Linked DNA regions of Columba livia: region 1 is linked to region 2. The links are chromatin contacts, called in public Hi-C maps. All regions are on one chromosome and are shown on one strand. The core of a region is the stretch at or near the end of the contact, and the rest is flanking DNA. Distances in the headings are between cores, read along the strand shown.

What was found. Hi-C and Micro-C count contacts between places; a contact is called where the count stands out from the background.
Region 1: a Hi-C map of crop shows a contact between it and region 2, with 1.7 times the contacts expected there. The contact joins the enhancer-like site here to the promoter of HS1BP3 in region 2. A contact is called at or near these places in 2 of 2 Hi-C or Micro-C datasets (crop and liver).

What each region holds. Positions count from the first base shown.
Region 1 is chr3:10,709,910-10,715,531 of bColLiv1.pat.W.v2, forward strand. The region is part of intron 6 of HS1BP3 (HCLS1 binding protein 3); the gene reads left to right. Among named protein-coding and RNA genes, the nearest start is that of HS1BP3, 47 kb to the left of the region's middle. Within about 2 kb of position 4,027, at least 1 of the 3 cell types and tissues checked has an H3K27ac peak away from gene starts, as active enhancers do.
Region 2 is chr3:10,661,939-10,667,437 of bColLiv1.pat.W.v2, forward strand. It overlaps HS1BP3 (HCLS1 binding protein 3), which reads left to right and starts at 3,829. Exons shown (of 7, transcript XM_065055788.1): 1 at 3,829-4,091. The coding sequence starts at 3,844. TRNAS-AGA (transfer RNA serine (anticodon AGA)) reads left to right here and starts at 3,754; the gene lies at 3,754-3,835.

The DNA.
Region 1 (5,622 bases), core at 2,777-5,276, 48 kb after region 2:
TTCTCTTTTCTTCTGTCATTTTTCTGGGTCACATCATAGCATATAAAGATGCCTTCTGGATGTGTTCAGCCATTTACCCCCACTCTCAAAGCTTCTCTTCAGGTCTGATTCCCATTTAAGTTAGAGACAGAAGTCAACTTCTGCAGAAATCACTATCCTGCAAACTCTCTCATCATGCATTCTCATACCATCTTATTTTCTCATCTCCATCCACCCAGTGGCCACAGATGTGCAAATTAAGTTTTCATGCAGCAGGACTGTGGTCGACCTCTTCTGCCTCATTAATCTAAATTGTGCCTGCCTGGTGTGATGGATCAGGCTTTTGTGGAAAACCGATGCTAGAATTGATCCTGTGAATGTTTCAGCAGCTCTGTGGGCCCACAGAATTACATAAATCATCACACATCCTAGCCTGAAATAATTATCGCAGTCGTCTGAGCAGCTTTTTAGGAGAGATTTAATTAACTTCACCTTTGATAATGAATAGGGAGTTGAATGGGAAGGAAGCAGCTGTCAGCATAAGATTTGTCTTTTTTCCAGTGCCGAGACCAGTGTCAGCGGCAGGATCCCAGTTCTGCCCTGTGATGGCAGACCTGATGTGTTCTTTCTCAGGCTTACAAGACTTCTGGTCTTGAAAGGGACAGTCTAGCTCTTACCTTTGTGCTGCAGCTGCATCATCCTGCCCATACCCTTAAGAGATGAATTTTGCCTGGATTTGCAGGTTTATCTGTATTTACAGCTGCGAGCTGTGCCATCTGTGATGCAAGTGATGACCCTTTCAGGAGTTACTTACTAGAAGCTGAAGCTGTTTGTGAAACCACATCCTGACAATGGCCATTTCTAAACACCATTCAGTCCATACAGCTTCTGGAGAAGATTTGTTAGGTTCAGGTTTACCGAGAACGTGTTTCCACTCTTGAAGCAGAAAAAGTTTGTATGTTCTTCATTTAAGAGACCATTAACGGATGCTGAATTCAGAGAGCAACACTTACATCTTCAGACTAGCCAGGAGTCATATGGGACACCATCTCCAACACTAAATGATGACAAATGCTTTATTTGCTGTCCTGAGGATGTGAGAGCTGCACCAATAGGTGGGAGAAGAGCTTTGAGAATCTGCACGGGGTTTAACTTTAGATCTTCTGGGCAGAGGGTAGTTTGGGTGTTGGACAGGTGGCAGGGGAGGTTGCAACAATAGAATCAGACATTTCCTGACCACTCCAGGGCAGTTTCTCTTGCTTGCTGTGACCTGACTTTGGGGAAGGAGCCTTGATTTGGCTGCAGTGGCTTTCTGTAAACAAATGCATTCTTCTTTTCCTAACAGTTTTTGATGGGTTTTCTTTGCTGGCCAGAGCACTTTCTATGACGGTTTCCAAGAATTTATTTCGTTCATTGCATTTGTCCTGTGATGTGTAGGGACGCTACTTACAAACAATGGAAGAGCTACAAAGTAAACTTGGCCAACAGAATAGAAAGGATTTTGCCAGACAGGAAACATTAATTTTTGCCCCACCCCTAGGAAAACCTACGTGTTGTACAGAATAATGCAGTGACCCAGAGTCCTCGTCTCTCCTAGTGGAGCAAGAGATGTGTTTGCTAGGCTTGAGAGTCACCACATTTCAACTGTCATGCCCCAGGTTACCTGCATTGTTGACAGCCATCTTCAGCTGGGGGGTAACAGCTGCCTGCTCCTCCCTGCCCCACCTGTGCCTTTGCCTGGTGACTGAGGAACAGAATGGAATCAGAGAGTGGTTGGGGTTGGAAGGGACCTCTGGAGATGACCTAATCCAACCCACCTGCTAAAGCAGGGTCACCAGAGCAGATCACACAGGAATGTGTCCAGGTGGGTTTGTATGTCTCCAGAGAAGGAGACTCCACAACCTCTCTGGGCAGCCTGTTCCAGGGCTCTGGCACCTCAAAGGAAAGAAGTTTCTTCTCGTACTCAATGGAACCTCCTGTGCTTCAGTCTGTGCCTGTTGCCCCTCATCCTATCGTTGGTCACCACTGAAAAGAGTCTGGTCCATCCTCTTGACACTCACCCTTGAGATTTCTATAAGCACTGATGAGATCCTCTCTCAGCTTCTTTTCTCTAGGCTGAGCAGACCCAGCTCTCTCATAAGAGCTCTCCTCATAAGAAAGATGCTCCAGACCCCTCATCATCTTTGTGGCCTACCACTGGACTCCCTCCAAATTACACTTTCTAGAGAAGCAAGAGACAGAGGCTTGAAATTGTTCAGACTGGTGAAAAATGGAACCAGCTGTCTTGTTCAAATTGTAAAAATTGAATTGTCTCATTTCCTGGGTGAATGATCTAACCAGTAGACTGTTCCCCTCAGAGAGCTTCTCGTGGACATGTGCATGTAGGACTTGCCTCTACTCATGAGCCTGTTCTCTGTCGCTCAGCCAGACAGCCCCGCTGGGCTGTGTCCATGCTGTTAGACCTTCTCCAGCTGCAGAACATGGTGACTGCGCACAGCTGGGAATGGTCCTTGTCCTGCACCAGCTCCGTGTTGTGCCTGGGAGCTTTTTGAGGAGGGCTAATCTGTCCCAGACCAAAGCTGTGGCAATGGTTCTTCTAGCATTTCAGCAGTACAGACTCTGATGTTCCAGTGTCCAGACGTATTCCCCAGCACTTGGTAAAGTACCAATATGAATTTACCTGTGATGGATGGCAGGGGAAAGCAGGAACAGGAGGGGAGATACCTCCCACACAGCGCCCTGCGCTTCACCCTCCTGTGGTTAACTCCAGCCTGTGTAATTTCTAAGGCCCTTTTAGGCATCACGCTGTCTGTAATGACCATAGCAGAAGTGATGGTCAACAGATGCTTCAAAGCCTCCTGCCTGGTTTTGGACACAGGTATTTTCCCAAGTCATATATGTGACATTACACCTCTCCCCAAGGCTTCACTAAGGTGTCTCTCGTACTTGGAATCAACACCAGACAAAATAAAGACACTGATAATAAGATAGGGAAGGATAAAAGTCTGTTCTGCAAGAACTGCTGTGAGTTGCATAACCTGGCTTCAAGCATGATCCTTTTGGATAGTTCAGCAAATTATGGGAGTCTTTTGTCTCTTCCTTTCATTACTGATTCTCCTCCTTAGAGCATTCCCAGCAAGCAGAGGTCACTGTCTCCACCACGCTAGATGCCGTGCCCATAGTAATTCCTGTCCCAAAGATCTTGTCCAGATAGACAGGGCAGAGTTCAGAGAAGCAGCATCTAAAATGCTGATATTGTGATGGCAGCTGTGTCTGTCTCCAAGTCAGAATTCGCTCACTCTCTCAAAGTCCACATGATAGCAGTTATATCACAGGGCTTTGTGACATCCTTTCTTCAGAAAGGGTTTTGATTACTTTCTGTGTCTGGAAACAATGAGATTTTCCACCAATAGAGTTTTTGAATCAGCACAACAGTATGGCAGGAATTTTAAACAATGTGGCACTGCTTTTCCTTTACAGAGAAAGAAAGAGACTAATTAGAGAATGATTAATTACATGGACTCCATGCCTGATTGTCTATAAAAAGATGGAGGGTGGGGGTGGGAAAGTTCTTCCTTTAATCTCCTTGTTATTTCAGAATAGTTGCTTGATTTTTTTTTCTTCCTCCTCCAGGTCTGGAGTTAAACATGGTGGTAGTTACACATTGTAATGATTCATTTGCTTCTTAAGAAACAGAAGTCCTTGTTTCTATCTCTGCCTGAGGCATTTTGCATTTTACCTCTTTAGTTTTCCAAAGACAGTTGTGTCTCACATGATCAAACGGCAGTGGATCAAACAGTTTGCCTAGCACTGCAGCACTGAAAAGCGAGTTTTAAGACAAAGAACAAATGCTATCTGCTCTGTTCTCTGTAAAGGACTTCTGTCTAACCAAGGTCTTTCAAAAATCCAGGACAAAAAAAAAAAAAGGAGGTTTACATGATCAACTTCCAGACTTTAAAAAATAATCTGTAAAATGTTTGGCCTAAAAGCACACTATCAAAAAAACCCACTCCACCCCAAAAAACCCCCTACAACCTAGTGGACTGCATTTTTGGGGGTGTTTATGACTGTGCTGGGTGGTTTTGTTGCTGTGGTTAGTACAGAAATTAGTGTAGAGCCACACAGGGGTAGAGAATTGGGAAGCTCTACGATCCCATCAGGTTAATGAGCTGTGTTTTCTGCTGCCCCTTCTGGGGAGCAGACCTAGTTCAAAATCATGTTTCCTCCATACGATCTGTGTGTATCGTTCATCTGGTTATTATTGTTTCTGTTATTTATGACCAAAACTTTATGATATGGACACTGATTCATTCAGTATTTGTTTATGCCAAGAAAGGAGGCAGCAGATCAGCTAAAGAAAGTTAGGCTTCAGAAATACCAGCCCTAACGTGTTTTGTTTATTACGCAGCAAAGAGAACAAGAACATGTCTTGGCAATGTGATCACAGGTGTGATATCTCTTGGATATCAGAGTTTGCAGCAAATAAAAATGCCTGGGCTTAAATTAAATTCTTTTCTTCTATGTAGATGAAGAATTCAGGAGAAAGGAATACACTTGACAAGGTGTTCTGTAAGTTAAGTGGGATATGACACCCACAGGGAATCATGGAAACTAAGAGATATTGGAAATTTTATTATCTAAGTGGAAGAGAATATAATTTCCAGAATTACTTGGGGCATGAAATTTGAGGAGCTGCCTGCAGGAACACAAAATCCACGAGGTAGAGTTGGAGGTGCAGAGCTCTGGAACAGTGACCCTTCTCTGTCCACCAGTTGGTCTGTTTAGGTGTTTCCTGGGATTAGATATTAGTGTTCAGTCAGTTGATTTTACAAGATTAACCTTGGTTTAAACTGATCCTTTTTAGTTTCTCTTTGGGAGTCACAAAAAGTTCTGACTTCAAGGATGGTTTTGCAGGGTTCTGATCATCTGTTCGGCAGAAATTCCGGGGTAGTCCTTGTTCACTGTATGGCCAGTTCATGGTAAGCATAGTTTGTTTCAGCCTGGCTGGTGCAGTCAGAAGTTCCTCACAGCTTTTAATAAGGGTGAGCATAAAAAAATAAACCCTTGAAATCATGCAGTTTTTCTTAATAACAGTGGGATCCTTAGCTGAGGGTGCTGGAGCTCTTCAAGTCCCTGTGGTTTTAACATTCAAACGAAGTGCACTAGGTTTGGAGTAATAAAGTATCTGATTCTTCTGTTGATCATGTTCCCCATGTTTCTGGCCAGTTACTCTAATCAATTGCTTCCCAAATTATGAAAGAGCTCAGTTTTGCTTTAACTGCCTACTCTAATTTAACTGTCTGTAGAAGGGCCCACCAGCTGTTCTGCCAGTGTGGTTGAAGTATTTACAATATCTCTCTTAAGGCTACTGGTAAAAAAAGAGAGAAAGGGAAAAATCACAGTCTCATGTAGTCAATAGTGGCCTCGCAGAGGTCTGGATAATGCCTCCAAGACAGCATCATTGTCTGGCAGTGAGGAAAATACGAATTACAAAAGACAAATGAGTGGAAGGACCAGAAAATACCTGACATGAAATGAGGTGAGACTCAGTCATGCTCCGGGGACTGCCTACCTATGGGGCTTGTAGAAGAAGAAACTAAGAAGGCACCTTCCTTAGACACCCTGTGTGTTGTCCTGTTCCAG
Region 2 (5,499 bases), core at 2,579-5,078:
TGGAAAAGATCCTTAAGGTCATTGAGTCCAAGTGCAAACCCAACACTTGGTTCCTCACAACCCTCTTCATGTTGAGGCAGGTGGCTGAGAAAACACCTCTGGCTTATGAGTCAGTGAAAGGTTCTTAGTTTAGCAACAGGGAGTAAAACTATGTATAAGACATAAAGGCAAATATCAGCCCTAACTGCAAACGTGGTCATACCACTGACTGTCTTGAGCTCTGTAGAAAATGCCAGTGAACTGCTCTCAGAGTCAGGTTTTGGGCATGAGCTGAGGGAGAGACTGGAGTCAATGGGATTGACTGTGCAAGAAAACGGTGCTGGACGGGAGTTGGGCAGTTGGCTCCCCAAGGCTGAGACAGAGACTGGGACTCCAGCCATCACCAGCGGCCCAGCCCTCATCTACAGCTTGTATTTGAGTGCTCTCTAGTGGACACAAAAATTAGTCCAGAGGCAAACACGGCTGATTCTCACCCGCCCTGAGCCAAAATCACCCTCACACAGCTGCCTGAGGTGTTGGGTCTGTAATATCTACACACCATGGGGCTGTGCTGGTGTCTGGGAGCAGGGTTTTGGGGGGTGGTTCCAAGCAGGGTCTTCTTGATCTGTGACCCTCGAGGGTCACATATGGGAGCAGTGCAGGGTCACAGGGGATGTACGCCTCATCGGATGCCTCTGATAACAGCTCAGGCACAGAATTGCAGGGTGACATCCCAACCCCATCCCCGTCACACGGTCTTTCTTCTTCTGTTGAAGGAAACATCTGCAAGACCTGCTCCCACATGTGCAGTCAGCAGGTAGAAAAGCAGATAGGTACTGTGGAAAAAGAGTAGAAACATTTTTTGGTCCCTAAGAGGCATTTTGTGAAAAGGTGGGGGAAAATTATTATATAAACTCACCAGCCATTCAGGAGCCCTCTGCTCTGAGAGCCCCGCCAGTGCAGACACAGTTGCTCTAAGGCAAGATAGTCCTCGTTACATAGCACAAAGTGATAACCCACCAGACACAGTCGAAACTTAAACTACTTCAAAGTGACAAGGAGGGTTTTATCCCGTGGAAGTCAGCTCAGGGCATAAGCCATCAGGTGCTTACATAGCAGGTGCTCCCAGATCAGTGGAAATGTATTATTGAAACTCAGTATTCAAAGGGTGCCTCAAAATAATGAGATTTATAAGAAGTCTTATATTGGTATTGGTTCTCAGGTTTGCTGCACAGTGTCCCACAGGCCTGCCCCTCCACATCTCCAGGTGACGATCAGCTGCCCTGAGTCCCAGTGCCACTGTGCCTGATGGCCACAGTCTGGCCAGTGCTCATCGATGTGCTCTTTTCTGCCAGAAGAAAAAAAACAAACCAAACCAAACCAAAAACAACAACAACAACAACAACAACAAATAAAAATAAAAAAGGGATAAGAAAAAAAAAAAGAAAAAAAACCCACAAAAAAAGGGTCCTATGGAAGATATGGTCTACGTAGCATGCAAGGCAACATGGGAACCAAACCCCAAATATTGTGGGATATTGCTTCAGAAAAAGGCAAGATTGTTGCTTAGCTCCAGCAGACAGCTCTATCAGCATATCCCAGATTTCTTCTGCTGGATTTCAGTTTTGTCCAACTTTTATGCCAATATTCACTCAGAAATGCACTCTGAGTAGTCAACCCCTGATGAAAGATCCTACTCCTTATGGGTAAGTCACTTGACTCTTTCCACAACTTCAGAGGCTAGCAACACCAAGACATTTGGTTTATTTTCCAACTACATGATACTTTCGATAATACAGGCTGCGGAGTTATAAAAATGCCACATACAATGAGACCTACTAAGAAATCAGATGAATTAGCCGCGCTTGGACATCTTCACATGCACACCAACAGAGTGCACACAGCCTCTCCAGGCCATAGACAAAGCCCAGCAGCACACTAGGGCTGAGTAGACACCTGTTTGTGGAGAAAAGCTCCAGTTTTCGAAGCACCTTCACAGGCATTGCCTTCGCCAGGGCTGGCAGCTCAGGTCCTGCTCTATTTTTGCTGTCTCAGGTGGCAAACTGCCAGTTGCTTACTCCTTGTCACTATCTGAATAAATTGAATTATCCAGGAAGCCAACCGGGGGCAAAAATGCCATTAAAGAAGTAATTCATTTAGACAAATAACTATTTAGGTTATACTTATGCTTTCAGGAACTCCAGCTCAGCACTTTTTAACCCTTCAGAGGCCACTTGAGAACAATGCATATTTCAAAAGCATTTTCCAGTGGTTTGCAGCACTTCTGGCAATTGCTGAAGGCTGCAGCTGTGTGGTCATATTTACCCTCTGCTTAACAAAAGGTTTCCAGTGGCAATAACCAGGGAGAGAAAACAACCAGGATTTAGGAAGGAATTCCACTTATGAAGTCTCCCTTTTTTGTTTGTTTTGACTCATGAATTTCATCAGACTCCTTTTTTAACGAAAACCAGCAAAAGATCGTTTTGTATCTGCCACCTTTGGACCTCTCTTTATTTCTACAGACTTCCATCGCATCCCCAGCTCCTGCAGCTTTTCTTTTTAGGATGAAGAGCCCTAGTCCGCTCACCAGCTTCTCCTTTGGGGGTTGCTCCTCTCTGGGGGCACCGCTGGGTACCCACTCGGGGTGCAGAGCCTGTTCTTAGGGCACCTGCACTGATGTAGCTGCAGCCTCTGGTTCTGTTTCTGTTTCCCAGCATGTCCTTAGATTTTTGCTGTGGTATTGAGGTGTGAGCAGCAGACAGCAGCAAGTTGTGCCCGATGCCAAGTGTCTTTTCCTGGGTGCTTCTCTAAAAAAAAATATCATTCTGCAGAGGCACACGTGGGACTGTTGGTTAGTGCTGGTGTCTGTATATAAACCCCTCCAATTTGTTTGTCCTACTCCTGCAGGAGTTAATGCCAGTCTTTCCCTGGTGTCATAGTTCCGGTTGTTGTAAGTCTGGGGAGGGAGTAGGGTGCCAATAGGGGGCAAACTATGGCCTCAACTCTTGATGTGGTTTAGCCCAGGTACACCTGAAGCAACTATTAGGTTACTCCAAATGGTGCCTTTGAGACAAAGTCTTAACTGAACTGCTGACCAGCAGAGAACTGGGATCTGCCCTGTCTCTTTCACCTTGCAAACATCTGCTGGACCCTCTGTTCATCTTGTTCTGGGAGACAGAGCAGCGACTGTTCACACCACCACATACACCAACCATACCTGTGTAACCTCATCTAGGTGTTCCTGCTCCGGCAGGGGGATTGGACTGGATGATCTTTCGAGGTCCCTTACGATCCCTAACGTTCTGTGATTCTCTGAAAAGCTCCTCACACCCGTTCAGGGAAGCACCGAGCACCCAGGTGCACATCCCGGTGCAGCCAGAAGCGTGCAAAGGAAGCTGTGGGTGCGGGTGTAGGGCAGCAGAGGGAGCAGCTGCTTGCTGCTTTCCTTCCAAAATCAAGGCTGCAGCAAACAGCAGCTCTGAGCAGCCCCGTGGCCGGGGCAGCGGGGGGTTTGCAGCGCCCTGCGGCGGGCAGAGCTGCCGTGGAAGAGGCACCCAGCCAGCGGGCAGGTTTTTATTAAACTTAACGCTCTTCAGCAGCATCCTGCCCGTTATTTTAAGGCAGAAAGATGCGTGCGAGCTGTCTGCCCTTAGGAGAAGGGCACACTGATGCCACTGAGACTTACGGAACTTTTTTTTGGTCCCATAAAGAAAAAAAGAACAAAGGCGGAGGTGAATTAGTGGAGCTTCCGTGCCAAAACACACATCTATCGGTGTAGTCGTGGCCGAGTGGTTAAGGCGATGGACTAGAAATCCATTGGGGTCTCCCCGCGCAGGTTCGAATCCTGCCGACTACGGTCTAATTATGCCTTTTTGCCCGCCCGCCCGGACGTTTTCCTTTTCCCCCCTCCCTTCCCAGCGACCGTTTTGCACCGAAGCCGCCCTCCAGCAAAACATCCGGCAGGGCGGCCGCTGCCAGCCCGAGGGAAAGGAGGCGGGACCCCGTGACAGCCGGACGCGGCCTCTCCTCTCGGCCCGGCAACGATCGGGAGCGACGCCGCCGCCCCGCGCCATGCAGCACAGCCCGGCGCCCGCCGTGCTGGTCACCACCAGGTACCGGGGAGGGCACGGGAAAGCGACCCCGCTGCCCGCCTCAACTCCTCCAGCACCCCCGGGCGCTGCAGCTGCGGAGCCGCTCGCCGCGGCCTCCCCTTGGCGGGGCAGGGCCCGCGCAGCCGCCCGGGGCAGGGAAGCAGCGCGGCGGCCGCCGCCGCTCGGGGAGCCCGGGGCGGGCGCCGCGGGGCAGCGGCGGGCGCGGAGGGGAGGCTGGGGGGCGGTGGCGGAGCTGAGGAGAGGCCGATGTGGGCGGCTGGTGTGTGGATTTGCCCCTGGGACACTCGGGATCTGCGCGGTTCCGCGAGTTACGTGGCGTTTGGCAGCCGGGAGCGATCGCAGTTGTGCCGTGACACCGGCTGTTGGAGTCCGTGAACCTGGAGGGTCTCTGCCAACCCACGACATTCTGTGATTCTGTGGTAACTTGGGGTCGTTTCCCTTCCACACTGACACTGCTGGAGACCCACCTTCCAGAAACGTCTTTTCTTTGCCAATGTTTTGAGGCAGGTCAGAAGGATTTAAAAATGATGCCTGAGGTGTAAAGTGACATTTGTGGGATGTGGTGTCACCAGGGCCTTCAGCCGACCCTCGTCTCCCTGCGCCCCGAGCCCCGTGTCCACCAGGCCGCAGGGAGCTCCTCTGGTTCGAAGTCAGGCCAGGGATGGGAAAAATATGTTTATTCTGTTTTCCCACCTAGGGAAACAGGTGGGTGCAGAGGCACTGCTTTCAGTTGCTTTAAGTTTTTAAAACCTCTCATTTTTTTACCCCTGTGAGGTATGTGAGACCACGTGAAAGCAGTTTCCTATCAGATGTGTCATGAGAAACAAGTGTTGATTCAGCAAGGTCTTGCCTCACACATCTGCCTCCTAGGACATAACTAGAAACTATTTCAATCACGTTAACTTCAAAGCCATTATTTTAATCCTTAAATATTTGGCTGTATTAGGGCCTGACTTCCTTTGGAGCAGTGGCCTTGGACCTTCAAACGCATCTGACTTAACTCACACGTGTTTTATAGGACTGACTTTGTGTATAGGTTTAGCTTGGAAATGGAAATCCGAACACCTGGATTTATTTTACAGTCAATAGACTTTACCACTTGCAAATTGTCCCACTGGTATTGGAATGCTTTCAGTGATTAAATTGGATATATATGTATGTTTAGGATTAAGGGTTTAGCAACTGGGTGTATTTTCTAGCTTGTGAGATTATGTAGCTGTATAGTTGTGACCTTTTTCACTCTTTACATGTACTGGTTTTGGTTTAGGAGTAGGATTCCTAGTTGCTGTGGTATTATAAATAAATAATAATTTGTATACTTGTAGTTAGACTATACAGAGAAACAAAAATGTTTGCTGGCTAATTTGTCTGATATTTTGCCTTCACTTAGTGAATAGTTGTACAAGTT